2 separate regions of the Pan troglodytes genome follow, and region 2 is linked to region 1. A link is a contact called in public Hi-C data. All regions are on one chromosome and are shown on one strand. Each heading gives the region's core, a stretch centred on a gene start, on an enhancer-like site or on the middle of the called end of the contact. The rest is flanking DNA. Distances are from core to core; before and after follow the strand shown. Region 1 has its middle 4.5 kb from the start of ATXN1. Region 2 overlaps LOC134810274 (a long non-coding RNA gene).

The links. A called contact is a pair of places that touch in the nucleus more often than the background predicts.
Region 2: a Hi-C map of stem cell-derived neural progenitor cells shows a contact between it and region 1, with 5 times the contacts expected there. The contact joins two enhancer-like sites. A contact is called at or near these places in 2 of 7 Hi-C or Micro-C datasets (blood and stem cell-derived neural progenitor cells).

Annotation. Positions count from the first base shown.
Region 1 is chr5:22,289,222-22,293,736 of NHGRI_mPanTro3-v2.0_pri, reverse strand. No RefSeq gene overlaps it. Among named protein-coding and RNA genes, the nearest start is that of ATXN1, 4.5 kb to the right of the region's middle. Within about 2 kb of position 3,211, at least 13 of the 24 cell types and tissues checked have an H3K27ac peak or open chromatin away from gene starts, as enhancers often do. A contact at or near this core is called in stem cell-derived neural progenitor cells, where this site is marked.
Region 2 is chr5:22,476,912-22,481,462 of NHGRI_mPanTro3-v2.0_pri, reverse strand. LOC134810274 (a long non-coding RNA gene) reads left to right here. Exons shown (of 4, transcript XR_010157917.1): 3 at 107-168. Among named protein-coding and RNA genes, the nearest start is that of ATXN1, 190 kb to the right of the region's middle. Within about 2 kb of position 2,807, at least 4 of the 24 cell types and tissues checked have an H3K27ac peak or open chromatin away from gene starts, as enhancers often do. A contact at or near this core is called in stem cell-derived neural progenitor cells, where this site is marked.

The DNA.
Region 1 (4,515 bases), core at 1,962-4,461:
CTCAGAATGTTCCTAATGGCAAAAAAAATGTAGAGTAAGTAGTTCGAACACCCAACCAGGGCAGGGACCCCTACCCCATATCCCTGAGTTTCTATCCTGACCCTTGGGGTGACCCAGAGATCCCTGACTCATGAGGCAGCCCAGTCCATTTTTAACCATTCTCATTGCTTCCTAATGCTGCAGCTTTTTCTGTTCTTCCCCAGGGCACTCATTCCCAGTTGTCTCAGCTGTTACTCACCTGCTTGCCTCCAGACCTCTTGCGCAACTGAACACTCCCCCTAGACATGCCCCATCCTTCCCACGTGCCTTTGCAGCAGGATTTCAACTGTGGCTTTACCCGTGCCATCTATGGTTGCAGTATTTATTCCCTTATTCTGAACATTGTTTTCTTTCTCTTTTCTTGAGACAGGGTCTTGCTTTATCACCTAGGCTGGAGTGCAGTGGAGCAATCATGGCTCACTGCAGCCTCAACCTCCTGGGCTCAAGCAATCCTCCTGCCTTAGCCTCCTGGGTAGCTAGGACCACAGATGCAAACCACCATGCCTAGCTAATTTTTTTTATTTTTTGTAGAGACAGAATCTCGATATGTTGTCCAGGCTGGCCTTGAGCTCCTGGGCTCCCAAAGTGCTGGGATTACAGGTGTGAGCCACTGAACCCAGCCTGAACATTATATTTTTTTTAATGAAGGTTATAATTACTACACTTTTTAAGAACCCTACCAAATGGTTGTTCATATTGAGTGTATAGTCAAACAAAAACTTCCTGGGCTCTTTCATTGAAACCATTATTAAACCAGATCTCTTCAACCCTGCTAATAGGCTAATTGAGCTGTTGAAACCAAGGGCAGGCATTTACATTTATTCTCATTGATCTTAATTTTCCTGGTTTGGTACCATCACTTCCGGCTTCTTAAGATATATTTGAATCTTAATCGCAACATATATCCCTTCCAGCCTTCTGTTACTTCGAAATATGATAACCAAAACACTGTATTAGTATTGAATAGAACAGAACTAAAAATAGAGTTCTGCATACCATTTGCTTCACACTGACATTGAACAATTGAGGTCCCCATCGTACATACTAGAAACGGAATGAGTGTTTGATGAATGAATGTGTGATCCACTTTGGGGGCATGCCTGTTCAGTCAACCATAAAGGCATCTAATTATAGCTATCATCCAATCCACCTTTCTCCATTCTAGATACTCCAAGCATGTCGGGTTTGGACCTGTTTTTAATGCTTGGCCAAAATGAAGTGCTTTCTGCCAGTGCACCACACAGGCCTTCCAGTTTAGTGATGTAATAAAGCTGGAAGGAGATTGGTGAGTCAGCACTTTGAGAATCCTTGACATGCCCAAGTAACCTCTGTCCTCACACCCAGCTATTCTGCCCTCTTCAGTGTTCGCATACATAGTTTTTCCAGTCCTGGCACAAGCTCATCAGCCTGCTCTTCCTCTTCTTTAAAGCTGAAGCCGTGCCCTGTTTGTCCATAGACATACAGGCCAGGCAGCCATGGGTTCATTCAAACTGAGAAACACAGGATTGGGGGTGTAGGAAAAGCAACCCGTTTTCTTGCCCTAGGTTTAAGATGTATTTTTAGGAGTTTATATATCAAATTCTAAGAGCATCTTCCATTCTGAGCAGTTGGCTGCTATTTACTGGACTTGCAGTCAGTGGGCATATATTCCCCACATCCCTAGCACAGAAGCATCTCATTTTCCTATCACTTCCCAAGCAGTCTGAATCCATGGTAATAGCAAAAAATTTCTCAAAATGAAATTATAGCAAAGAAAGAAGTGTGGAGCTTCCTTTGTTAAATTTCATTTTTCTTCCTGGGAATGATTGAGTTGTGTATAAAATTTATGATAATAGCCTTTTTAAAGTATATTTCTCTGCAGTTGTGTAAAGAACCAGAAGAAAAGCGGCATTTGTTATTTGCAGCCGTATTAGGTTTAGGTGACCCCAGAGGAAGCAGTGGAGCATCACCTAAATATTAGATGTTTATCTCCGAGGCTCCATCAACTCTGTGTTTACGTACAACACCTAGTTTGGTTTCCCAGTGCCTGCTCCATTAGGAAGAGGCTAGAGATGTTTAATTTGCTTAAGAGTTTAGCAGTAGAAAATTTAATCGGATAGCTACGAGGGTTTCTCAAACCTTACTGTGCATAGAATCATCTGGATATCTTGTTAAAATGCAGGACTGGGTGGGGCCTGAGAGTCTGCATTTCCAGCAAACTTGCAGAGGATGCTGATGTCACGGGTCGGAGGACCACACTTCGACTAGCAAAGCCTTATACCACTGGGCTAAATTTAGAAATTATGATAGAGAGATAGTTAATGTAGCTCTAAAGCGGCTTAAGATGAATGTATTCAGAACAGTGATTATCAGGCAAACCATAGGTAGCAAACTCTAAATACATTTGTCTTGATTCATCTATTAGCTCTCCCTCCGATTTCCCTTTTCCAATAGGAATGTTTAAACAGTGCGATCTGCATATGTGGCTCTCTGGTAATTTGGCATTGATATAATTGTGCATGGCCCCATGTTTGGAAGAAATCTTTTTGTTGTGGCAGGTGCTTCCAGAGATAAACTCCTCGGGGGGCCCCTGGGAGGGCGATTCAGGACCCAGAGGCCAGTTGTCTGCAACTAGAGACTCTAAGAGCAGAAATCCCATTCTCCTTTTTTCTTTTTTCTTCTTTCGTTTCTTTTTCTCTCTTCCTTATTTTCCAAATCTACTTTTCCACCTTCATAAGTTACTTCTTTGTTGTTTCGTCCCATGATCACCCGATAGACCAGGAATGTGGTGCCATCCTGGGGCGCCCTCTGGTGGTTCATTGAAAATACAGCAAGACCCAATCTCTACCCGTGGGTTTCCCCTTATCAGTACTGAAAGCTTACGGGGCCCAGAGAAGGGACACATACCTCAGCGTTAGGGAGCCCTGTCTGCTCCGTGCTGCACTGGTAAATAGCCCTAAATGTAGGAGGAGGATGGGTGGAAATTTTTATCGGTTTGGCCCCAGCTCGCTGCAACTGCTGTCTTAATCATTGTGTCCTTGATTTCTCATTGGCAATCTCTGGAAAAGATGCTGTTTATCAATGGATAAGTTTTCAGAAGAATAAATTCGGATTTGTGTGTTAAGGCCAATATGTCTTAGCAATCATTTCGCAGAAGACCAGTCCAGTGAGTCTTCAGGGCTGACTAAGCCGATGTCTCTCAAATAAACAGTATAATTAAACCTGAGCACTACTGAGAACCAAGTCAGCATTCTTTTTCAGATTTACGAAAGCTGGCTTCCTAAAGAAGTACCTTCAGAGGAGTTTTCTAGTTTTGTGTATTGTGCATTCAATTGTACAGGCAATGTTACATTTGCATTGCTAATAGACCCTTCCTGAATGTGTTTGACATTTTACTTGGCTTTGAAAGGACTTTTATGCCGCTGCTTTTTCTTCCCTAGTGCTGCCTTGGGCTAATTAACCTATTCCCTTACTGGCTGGGCCTACTATATGCAAATGTTCTCATTTTGCATTCTGACACATCACTCTTGCATAAATATCCCTCATGAAACCCTGTGGGGTTTTATTGGATCAGTGCTGCAGGAGGGCCAGCAGGGGGCGCATGGACTGGTTCTCTCTGAGTAGGTCTCACGCAGGAGTTTTCCTTGCTCGTTGGTATGGAAATGTGGGAGCGTTTGGCATTCCCTTTCTTAAGAGTGAGTCTTGAAACTTAAAGATAAAAGTTCATTATTAGAACTTCTTTTTACAAGGGAAGGCTGTACAGAACACAGTTATTTGACACTTAACAAAAACCCTAGGTTTGCAGGGCGCAGTGGCTCACGCCTGTAATCCCAGCACTTCGGGAGGTCGAGGCTGGTGGATCATTTGAGGTCAGGAGTTCGAGACCAGCCTGGCCAACATGGTGAAACTCCGTCTCTACTAAAAATACAAAAATTAGCCAGGCATAGTGGCAGGCGCCTATAATCCCAGCTACTCAGGAGGCTGAGGCAGGAGAATCGCTTGAACCCGGGAGGCGGAGGTTGCAGTGAGCCGAGATTGGCACATTGCCCTCCAGCCTGGGCGACAGAGTGAGACTCCATCTCAAAAAAAAACACCTGGGTTGCAAGAGTAAATAAGTGACATTACTCCTTCAACATTTCATTTCTTCAGCATAAGTGTTTTAGGGTTTTTTTAACCTTAGTTTTCATTTCCGTCCCAGTCTTTAGGCGCCTCTCTTGTCATATGAGAAATTCTATTCTTACTGAAATGTCCTTTGATATCGAGACACCAAATTTCTAAACCTGCACCTTCCTAGATATCTGATCAAAATCATTAAGGATTGAGAACTTTCTGTTGTATCATTTGTCATTTCATTATGATGTTCATTGGTGATGTTGGAGCAAAACCAACAAGGGCCATTAAATCATTGCCCCTTCCAAGCTGGCTGCAGTGGCTCATGCCTGTAATCCCAGCACCGGGAGGCCAAGGTGGGTGGATCACTGAGGCCTGTTCAAGACC
Region 2 (4,551 bases), core at 1,558-4,057, 190 kb before region 1:
AAGTGCTAGGGGCTGGAATTTCTTATCACCTCTAGGCCTGCTCATTTGGACTGATTTAGAGAATGGAGTTATTAATTTTTTTAAAAAATCTTTTTTTCTATTCCAGTTTTCCAAAGAAATTAGACCATTTTCTTCGTGAGAAAGAAATCGACGTGCTGTTTTCATAGGGTGAGTGATCCTTTGAATCTTTCATGTATTTTTACCCACATCAAAATATTATCCAATTACTATGATGCACCAAGAAAAAGTGTGTGACAGCATGCACTCTCTAGTTTTCTCCTGCTTGGAACCAAGGTATTTTTCCTGTTCTTCGACTCTCCTCATCACTGGGTCCTTTGGAGAGGATGGTTTCCCTTGTAGATTTTTCTGCGATTTCTTTTTGCCGTTCACATGCTTTGCCTCGTGCGAGGTCATCATCGTTGCTATTACCTTGTCCAGCTCGCAGAAAGGAAGTTTCTTTCCCTCAGCAACTGGTGCACAGAGATACAGCTGTAGGCAAGGGGGAACCATCCAGTTTCAAGTGACTGTGATGTCTCTTGAATTCCATGACCAAGAATAACAGGATATGAGCACCAGATGAGACCTGAGAGCTTGTCTGGCAAAGGCCCTATGTACAGATGAGGCATCTGAGGCCCAGAGGCTCACATCACCTTTATGGGGCTTCATGGAGAGTAGCAGAGCTAGGATTTTGATACTGGTGTGTTTGGCTCCTAGCTGCATGATGTTTGCCCTGCACAAGTCTGGTTTTGGAATCTGCAGATTCTTTTTGAGGCTATAGAGTTATAGGTAGTTTAACTTAATGTGGTCTTGGTAATCTAATAATGATCACCCCTAAGGCAAGGGTCAAGACTGATGCTGATAGACTATTTGACTTTCTCATAATCCTAGTTGGCTACTAAGTAAAGGGGTTGGCAGAGTGAGTGCACCCAGAACACTTCTGTTATGGACGTCATCTGAGAAAGCTTATTTTCTTCTGCGCCCTTTCCAAACCACTGCATCTGCAATGCCACGTTGTCATGTGCTGAGACTTGGTGGTACATCTGCTTTGCAGCTAGAAGTCATGGTACACCTGCAGGTGTGTGCGGTCCAGCTGCAGACTCACACACCCGACTCGCGGTTGTCTGCACCTGCAGAAGAATGGCTAACGGGGTTCCTATATTGAAGTACAAATCTGACCTTCATAGAGACTTTTGAGAAACATTTATTCTTTTATTTTATTTGTTTATTTATTTACTTTGAGACGGATCTCCCTCTGTCGCCCAGGCTGGAGTGCAGTGGCACGATCTCGGCTCACTGCAAGCTCCGCCTCCCAGGTTCACGCCATTCTCCTGCCTCAGCCTCCCGAGTAGCTGGGACTACAGGTGCCTGCCACCATGCCTGGCTAATTTTTTGTATTTTTAGTAGAGATGGGTTTCACTGTGTTATCAAGGATGGTCTCCATCTCCTGATCTCGTGATCCGCCTCGGCCTCCCAAAGTGCTGGGATTACAGGCGTGAGCCACCGCGCCCGGCCCCATTTATTTGTTTTTTTAAAGTTATGTTGGTTTTTACATAAGAGAGCAGTTGTGCAATAAGATGGAGAGAAGTTAAGAATATGATTCTCAGTTAGAATCCCAGAAGGTAAACTTGACTGTGTGTGTGGTTTGTTTGTTTGTTTGTTTGTTTTTAGACATCCTAGGTTAAATCTGGCTTCGAATTGTGTTCATTTAGGTTGGTGAACTAAGTGCACTTATTTCCAAAACATTTCATCTCACCTAGGGAGTGGTCAAAGGGTAGTATTAAGAGCTTGTGTTTATTATTTTATCCAACTTGTCAACTTAATCACTTTGTCTTCTTCCCTAACTAGAGTCATTATTGCGGAACTTGATCATCTCCTTATGTACATACAGACATAATTGGTGTCTACCAACATACTGAATGGAATGTAGAACATAGATTGCTGATTTGTGAGGGATCATCTGCTGAGTTACCCTAATATTGATTGCTCCTGTCCACAGAGCTGGGTCTACACGAGTTAGCATTCATTAGAACTGTGAAGGTTTCCATTTTCCTGTCTTATCTGAGAAAAGCCCAAAAGGTTTATTCTCAGAGCACACCACAGTACAATGTGGGTCACTGACACCTGTTGCTCTCTGGGGACTGTAAAGTTCTCTTTAGAGTCAAGAGATTAATTAGACTAAAAGAAGGGGGCAATTAAGGCCCTTGAGAAAGCGAATAAATGTCCATTTCCATGCTTACATCATAGGATTCTTTGGGTAAAGAATAAACTGGTAGAGAAGGGTCTGAGGCAAGAAATGGTGAAGGAATGAAAGAAGGACTGCCTGAACCCATGTAGACCACTTGTGGCTACTTTGGTTTCCTTCTGGGGTCATGAGCACTTTGATGTTGACATTCAAGAGGGCATCAAATTATTATCCAAAATATTAGAAGCCGTTTGCTTTTATTTACCAAATGAGAAGAAACTAAACACAGATAGAAGCCACGAGTATTTTTCTTCCTAAAAAGAAGCTCAGAAGCTGGCCCCCACATGCGTATATACCTTGTAAAACGTGAGTCCCTGGGCTCAGTTTCATAGTATGCAATGGGGTTGGGTCTTGGGAACAATGCTGCTGTTGTTTCTAAGCTCAAACAGCACTCACCATCAATGGTATCTCTTTAAGGGAAATCCAGGGAAATGCTCTTGCCAGCGCTGTGATTTTATTTGCTAGAGGCCAGGTGGCAATGACATGCATTGGTTCCATAGCTACGTGACTGTGCTGCCAGAAAACATATAATGACTGTGACAGCCAGTGTATCCTGGGCAGGATGAGGGCAGCCCTGATACCCTCTTTTATTTCCCACCTTATCCTCTCTTGCCTTTCCCCTCCTGGGGCCTGTGATATGCGGAGAATGTGGTTTTCGTAATGGTTACTATCTGCTCTTGCTATTAACACTTGCCTCCTGTCTCGGTCCATCTTGGAACTTGATGAGAGACAAGGCAATGCCTGTAGGAGTGTTCTGCAGGCCTCTGAATGGGTCAGCAGGGTTGGCAGCACCTGCCTGTCTTAGCAATTGAAAGGAGGTGGAGAGTCTGTGCTTTTCATCCTCCCTGTGTGTGGCACAGTGGCTCTGTCAGAATGACCTGGTGGGGAGGGTACTTCCTGGGCATCGTGGTCAGCTGCTCCTGGCTGAAATGTGTGGGTAGTGACATGGAGCAATGTGAAATCCAGGGAAACAGAGTGCTCATTTAATATGCTGCAGATTGAGGAGACACCTACCAGTGGAGCCTGCAATGCCAGGCCCAGTAGGACTGCACAAAGAAATGCAATACCCATTTCTCATCTTCTGGGAGCTCTTACCAGAGAGGCAGTTTCTAATTGCAGTTTCTCTACTGATGTGTGGTTGGGGCTTTCACATTTCTCTAATGTTTCCTCATCTATATAATCCTTGATGAAAGAATTGTAAGAACTCCTAGTTTCAACAGATACTTTTTTTCCCCTCTGAACTCCTGAAGCATTTTTAAAAATCTTTACCATCCATTTGACATTGCTCTTGTATTTCCTTTTTTCATATATATTGCTTTGGGGGCCTGAGTGTTTTCTAGGTCGAGGCTAAGCCCTTCAAGGATACGAACCATGTATCTTCTTCTTCCTCTTAAAAAAATTTCTCTAATGCTCACAACTGAGTTCTGCAGATAGTAACCATGACATTAATATTTGTTCATGACAACGTTATATTCTCACTCCATCTCCCAAGGAAATTGTGAGGCAAGTGTGTAAATATATTGAAAATGTTGTTCAGTTCTTCAAAGAAAAGATAAACTCAAGAAATTATTTTCCTAATGTGGTTTTTTTAATGCAGATATAAAGTCACAAGGTAAGAATATCTCAAGGCTTCACATTTCCTCATCTTCCTCTTTCTGGCTACTGACCATAGCATATACCCCTGGGTTTTATACTGGCACCAAAATAATCCTTTTTCCCACCTCACTCCCAATATTCACTGTATTGAATTTGTCTTTGGGACCAGACTTCTCAGTCTAGTGTTTTGGACTATTAAGTAAGAGATTTGAGGGATTTTTCCATTAAGATGACAGATAGATTAGGTTTGATAGATTAGGATAGTGATTCCTAATTTGGTTTTGAGGTCTGTTTAGGGGAGGGAAGGTTTTTATCTTATGGAAACTTTTATCTTACAAGAGTTCTCTTCCCGTCCCAAGTTCTGAGCCCACTGAGAAATAAGACAAGAGTATTGAGGCAGACGGGGGCCAGAATGCAACTATGTGACTGAGGGCAATGAGCTAACTTGCCACCTGCCTGTTCCCCAGTCTAGCCTGGTCGCAGGCCACCTGCAGGAAAGTTTTGAGTCTACAGGCACCTGTCTGTGTGAAGAGGGAAGGAGAAAGAGGCCCAAATCCCTGCTAACCCTGCTCAAAATTATATAGATTCACCCTATCCAAGGAGGGGGCATAGGCCACGTTGGCTTTAGCCCCAGCCGGGTTACTCATTCCACACCCTTGGGGAAGAAAAGGTTGGAGCAAGAGGTCAGAGGGCATAAGGGAAATCCTCCCCCA